2 separate regions of the Sus scrofa genome follow, and region 2 is linked to region 1. The links are chromatin contacts, called in public Hi-C maps. All regions are on one chromosome and are shown on one strand. Each heading gives the region's core, a stretch centred on a gene start, on an enhancer-like site or on the middle of the called end of the contact. The rest is flanking DNA. Distances are from core to core; before and after follow the strand shown. Region 1 overlaps KIAA0391 (mitochondrial ribonuclease P protein 3). Region 2 overlaps KIAA0391 (mitochondrial ribonuclease P protein 3).

What was found. Hi-C and Micro-C count contacts between places; a contact is called where the count stands out from the background.
Region 2: a contact with region 1 is called in a Hi-C map of alveolar macrophages, with 2.2 times the contacts expected there. The contact joins two enhancer-like sites. A contact is called at or near these places in 1 of 5 promoter capture datasets (liver), 17 of 47 Hi-C or Micro-C datasets (alveolar macrophages, blood, embryonic fibroblasts and 9 more) and 2 of 2 datasets of contacts at active chromatin or transcription factors (alveolar macrophages and skeletal muscle).

Annotation. Positions count from the first base shown.
Region 1 is chr7:64,675,104-64,678,150 of Sscrofa11.1, reverse strand. All of the region lies in intron 5 of KIAA0391 (mitochondrial ribonuclease P protein 3), which reads left to right. Among named protein-coding and RNA genes, the nearest start is that of PSMA6, 73 kb to the right of the region's middle. Within about 2 kb of position 1,725, at least 3 of the 83 cell types and tissues checked have an H3K27ac peak or open chromatin away from gene starts, as enhancers often do. A contact at or near this core is called in alveolar macrophages, where this site is marked.
Region 2 is chr7:64,737,486-64,740,627 of Sscrofa11.1, reverse strand. The region is part of intron 4 of KIAA0391 (mitochondrial ribonuclease P protein 3); the gene reads left to right. Among named protein-coding and RNA genes, the nearest start is that of PPP2R3C, 24 kb to the left of the region's middle. Within about 2 kb of position 1,872, at least 3 of the 83 cell types and tissues checked have an H3K27ac peak or open chromatin away from gene starts, as enhancers often do. A contact at or near this core is called in alveolar macrophages, where this site is marked.

The DNA.
Region 1 (3,047 bases), core at 476-2,975:
TGGGATCAGAAGATCAGAAGAAAATAAGCTCTGGTTAAGATCTGATATGGGTCTCTGTTCCCAACTCTTCTGCTAACTCCCTTTATGATCTTGGCTGGTCTTTTCTTTTTTGAACCCCAATTTCCTTTTTTATAAAATGAGAGAGACCAGGTTTAATAATCTTTAAAGACTCTCAGCTCTAAAAACGGTGATTCCAGCAAGCTCCCCTGAAGAAGAGTACATTTCTTCCAAAAGAGGGTGCTGTGGTATTTCTAAGTGCTGTAGCAGTTTCTTGAAAGGAAGTGAATGGAGGTGGAATCTAAGCTTACTTTTGTCTTCCAACCTTTGAGAAATAGTGTCTGATTCCTTAAATTTATTTAGACGAGGTGATAGAAACCAATTCTTGATGTTACTGTTAAAAGATTTTTTTAAAAAAATATATGTTGATTTTTAGAAAATCTGGCAAATGAGAAAGTTTCAAGGAAAAGAAATACACATGATCTCACCACTCAGTGTTAACATTTTGGTGTACTTCTCTTTATTGTGTGTCATTCAGTTTTTTCCATATCTATATCTAGAGAGAGGGAGAGTTGAGAAGAAAAGAGATTTTATTTTGTTTTTGACTTCTCCCATCTGGTGAGACTTCCTATAGAATTAAATGTGTTTAGGAAACTATCATTTACATAGCTGCTTTCCTGTTATTCAATGTTTAGGTTGTTCTCATATTTTTAATATTAAAAATAATGGTGTGAAGAATATAGTATGCATATCTAACACGTAGTATGTTCAGGTTTTGAGTCAAAAGTTATCAGTGTTTGAAGGTTCTTGATTCATTTGTCAAATTGCTTTCCTGAAAATACCTGTCTGATCAAATTATATATGGAATCATGCAGTATGTGACTTCTTGTGTTTGCCTTTTTGTTTTTTGTCTTTATACTTTTAGGGCTGCAACCACGGCATATGGAGGTTTCCAGGCTGAGGGTCAAATCGGAGCTGTAGTTGCTGGCCTTCACCATAGCCACTGCAACGTGGGATCCAAGCTTCGTCTGTGACCTACACCACAGGTCATGGCAATGCCAGATCCTTAACCCACTGAGCGAGGCCAGGGATCAAGCCCACATCTTCATGGATACTAGTCAGGTTCATTAACCACTGAGCCATGATAGGAACTCCACCTTTTTCTTTTATTTTTAAACTGAACTATAATTGACATATAACACCATATTATTTTCAGGTGTACAGCTTAATGATTTGACCTGTATACATTGTTAAATGATAATAATTGGCTTCTTTTAATTAGCGTAATGTTTTCAAGGTCCATCCGTGTTGTAAATGTATCAGTACTTGATTTCTTTTTTTTTTTGAAATTTTTAATGTCCTGTTCTTTTTTTAAAATGATTTTTATTTTTTCCATTATAGTTGGTTTACAGTGCTCTGTCAACTTTCTACTGTACAGCAAAGTGACCCAGTCACACATACATATATACATTCTTTTTCTCACAGTACTTCATGTCTTTTTATTACCAAATAATATTCCATGGTATGGTTTTATTGTATTTTATTTACCCATTCATCAATTTTATTGTTTCCACTTTTGAGCTATTATGAATAGTGCTGCTACAAACCTCTATGTACAAATTTTTGTGTGGACATGTATTTTTGTTTCTTTTGGGTATATACCTAAAAATGGAATTGCTGAGTCATATGGTAACTCTGACCATTTGAGGAACTGCCAGACTGTATTCCAAAGTGGCCATACCATTTTGCATTCCCACCAGCAGCATATAAGGGTTCTATTTTCTCCGTATCCTCACTCACACTTTTTATTGTCTAGCTCAGTCATCTTTGTGGGTGTAAAGCAGTATCTCATTATGATTTTGATTTGCTTTGGTGGCTGTTGATGTTGATCATCTTTTGATATGCTTATTGTCCATTTATATATCTTCTTTGGAGAAATGACTGTTCAGATCCTTTGCCCACTTTTTCTATTGAGTTAATTTTATTATTGAGTTGTAATGATTTTTTTAATATATTTTGGATACTGGATCTTTATAGATATATAATTTGCAAAAACTTTCTCCCATTCTCTTGTTCCCATTCTGTTTACTTTCTTAATGATGTCCTTTGAAGCGCACTAGTTTTTAAATGTTGACATATAGTTTTTTTGTTTTTTTTTTTATTATTTTTTTTTTATTATTTTCCCACTGTACAGCAAGGGGGTCAGGTCATCCTTAGATGTATACATTGCAGTTACAGTTTTTTTCCCCCACCCTTTCTTCTGTTGCGACATGAGTATCTAGACATAGTTCTCAATGCTATTCAGCACTTACATCTAGATCTTTGATCTATTAGAATTGATTTTAGCACGTAGATATCCAGTTGTCTAGCATAATTTGTTGAAAAAGCTATTCTTTCCCCAATTGAATTGTCTTAGAATGCTTGTTAAAAATCAATTGACCATAAGTGTGAAGGTTTGAATCTGGATCCTCAGTTCTATATCATTGATTTATATGTTTATCTTGATGCCAGTATCACATGGTTTTGCTTAATGCAGCTTATAGTAAGTTTTGAATTGGAAAGTGTGAGTCCTCCAGCTTTGTTTTTCTTTTTCAAGATTGTTTTGCCTGTTCTGAGTCCCTTGAATTTCCGAAATTTAGGATCAGCTTGTCAATAGGGATTGCATTGAATCTAAGGTAACTTGTTTTCATGTGCATTTTTTTCTTTTTAGAGCCTCACCTGCAGCATATGGAAGTTCCCAGGCTAGGGGTCAAATCAGAGCTGCAGCTGCCAACCTACACCACAGCCACAGCAACACAGGATCCAGACCGCATAGGCGGCCTACACTGCAGCTCACAGCCACACTGGATCTTTAACCCATTTGAACGAGGCCAGGGATCAAACCCATACCCTCATGGGCTCTATACTATGTTGGGTAGTTCTTAAGCCCCTGAGCCAGAATGGAAGGGCTGACATTTTTCATATGTTTGTTAATAGTTTTGATTCCTTCTGCAAATTCATGTCATTTCTGTAAGTTCGAATGTTTATGCTTTTTGCTGTTTGACTTAATA
Region 2 (3,142 bases), core at 623-3,122, 62 kb before region 1:
CAGCATATGGAGGTTCCTAGGCTAGGGGTCTAATTGGAGCTACAGCTGCTGGCCTACACCACAGCCATAGCAATGCAGGATCTGAGCTGCATCTATGACCTACACCACAGCTCACAGCAATGCCAGATCCTTAACCCACTGAGCGAGACCAGGGATTGAACCCACAACCTCATGGTTCCTAGTTGGATTCATTTCTGCTGTACCATGACAGGAACTCATACAAGTCTTTGTGCTTTTATATTTGTTTCTCAGGACTGCGGTAATGGAGTACTACAATTTGGGTAGCTTAAAATGACATTTATTCTCTCACAGTTCTGGAGGCCAGAAGTCTGAAATCAGGGTGTTGGCAGGACCATGCTCCTTCTGAAGTCTCTAGGGAGATTGTTCCCTTTTCCTAGCTTCAAAAGTTCCTGGCAGACCTTGGTGTTTCTTGGCTTTTAACTGTACACTCAACTCTTACCTTGTCTTTCTTGAGTATCCTCTCTCCTTATAAAGACATCAGTTTCTGGATTTAGGGCCTACTTTATTCCATTATGACCTCATCTTAACTAATTACATCTGTGAAGATCCCTTTTTTAGATAAGATCACATTCCAAGTGAATTTTAGACTTTTTTTTTTTGTCTTTTTTTGTCTTTTTAGGGCCGCACCCATGGCACATGGAGGTTCCCAAGCTAGGGGTCTAATCGGAGCTATAGCTGCTGGCCTACACCACAGCCACAGCAACACCAGATCCAAGCCGTGTCTGCGACTTACACCACAGGTCACAGCAACACTGGATCCTCAACCTGCTGAGCAAGGCCAGAGATCGAACCTGCAACCTCATGGTTCCTAGTCGGATTCATTTCCGCTGCGCCACAACAGGAACTCCCTAGAGGGGACACTCTCTACCCCACTACAACCTTTCTTTCTCTTGGGTACATATCTAGAAGTGGAATGGCTGGGTCTTATGGTAGGGGTGTGTGTGTGTAGCTTTTTAAGAAACTGTTTCCCAGGAGTTCCTGTTGTGGCTCAGCAGTAGCAAATCTGACCGATATCCGTGAGGACTCGGGTTTAAGCCCTGGCCTCGCTCAGTGGGTTAAGGATCTGGCGTTGCTGCAGGCTGTGGTGTAGATTGCAAACGCATCTCAGATCTGGCACTGCCGTGGCTGTGGTGGCAGCTATAGCTCCGATTTAACCCCTAGCCTTCCTTATGCCACAGGTGCAGCCCTAAAAAAAACACACGCACAAAAAAAAAAGGAAAAAAAAGAAAAAAGAAACTGTGTTCCAAAGGGGTAGTCTCGATTTACATTTTTACCAGCAGCGTGTGAGCTTTGCTGTTGCTCCACATCCTGGCTAGCATTTAATAGGGTCAGCCTCTTCACCTTTAGCTATTCTAATGGATATGAAATAGTATCTCATTATGATCTTAATGAGTGTTTTCCTAATGACTAATGATGTTGAGTATGTTTTCATGTGTTGAATTGCCATCCATATAAAATTTTCGGTAAAGTGCTATTTAAATCTTTAGCCCATTTAAAAAATTGAGTTTTTTCCTTATTACTCAGTTGTGAGAGTGACTGTAGATACCAGTCCCATATCAGATGTATCTTTTGCAAATATTTGCTCCCCGTCTGTGTCTTACCTTTCGTTTTCACAAAAAAAGATTCTGATGTAATTGCTCTGATTTGGGGCCCAGGCATCAAGATTTTCAAAAACTCCCACATGATTTTAAAGTGTGATCAGGGTCAAGAAGCACTGCTTCTCATGTGAGACTTTGAAGAACCTTAATGTGTATATGACAGCTGCTTTTCTACAAGATAATTTTGGGAGGAAAGCATAGTCATAAGTAAATTGTTAGTTTTGTTTTAAACCTTTATTTACTGTGCTTAGACATCACAGTCACCAGCAGATGGCAGTAGTGTAACATGTAAAAAATTACCCTAGTTTGGCAGGTTAGTGAGGTTAAAGGATTTGTTGAACTTTAAAGCTGAAAGATACCTGTGTCATTTTTATTTGAGTCAGTTGGTGATAGTAGGTAAAGAGGGGAGCGGCATATGTAAATTTTACGTGACTGAAGCAGAACTCCAAATGTGTCAGATTAATATTATTAAGATTTTCCCCCTGTTTTCCTTCATTTTTAACAATAACAGGTTACATTTTTTTTTCCATATTCAACTGTTCAGGTTATGAATTTAATTCTTTAATTTTCCTTTAGGGGAAAATTTCAAACATTTGCAAAAGTGCAGAGACTAGTATAATGAACCTCTAGTTCGGTTAACCCATGGCCACTCATTTCATTTATACTCCGGCCATTCCACCTTTGCCACTTAGATAATTGTGAAGTAAATCCGAGTTTAATCATTTGTCCTAAAAGCTATAAATTCACTTTTAAGCAACTTCGTTTCTCTTATCTTAAAAAATAATCCTTTGTAGAGTGATATTTTTCTTACAGAGTAAGAAATACTTTGGAACAGCAATTCTCAAACCTTTTGATCTCAATACTCTCTTACAGTCTCAAAAATTAAGGATTCCTGAGAGCTTTTGTTCATATGAGATTATATCTGTTGATAATTACTGGATTAGACATCAAAACTGAGAACCTTTAAAAACATGTTTTTATGGGAGTTCCCTTTGTGGCTCAGTGGTTAATGAACGTGACTAGGATCCATGAGGATGCGGGTTGGATCCCTGGCCTTGCTCAGTGGGATTGAGGATCTGGCATTGCTGTGGCTGTGGTGTAGGCCGGCAGCTGTAGCTCCAGTTCAGCCCCTAGCCTGGGAACTTCCATATGCCGTGGGTGCAGCCCTAAAAAACAAACAAATAAATAAATAATAAAAACATGTTTTTATTTAAAAATAAGCATAAACACTTAATGTGAATATAAGTAGTATTTTTTTTCTCTGCAGTAACTATCGTTCAAAACAAAAACAGTATATGAGAAGGGAGACTTTGTCTTAACATATTTGTAAATTTCCTTAATTACCTGGCTCAGTGGAAGACAGCAGAGTTTTTATAGGAGCTTCTGTATTCAGTCTGTTGTGGTTTGTCATTTGGGTTGAACCTAGGAAGAAAATGGAGGCTCATAGAGATGGGTGGATGGAAAGGTTAAGAGTATTTTATCAGCATTTTCAGAATTGTTATTATTCTCTGATGTGCACACTT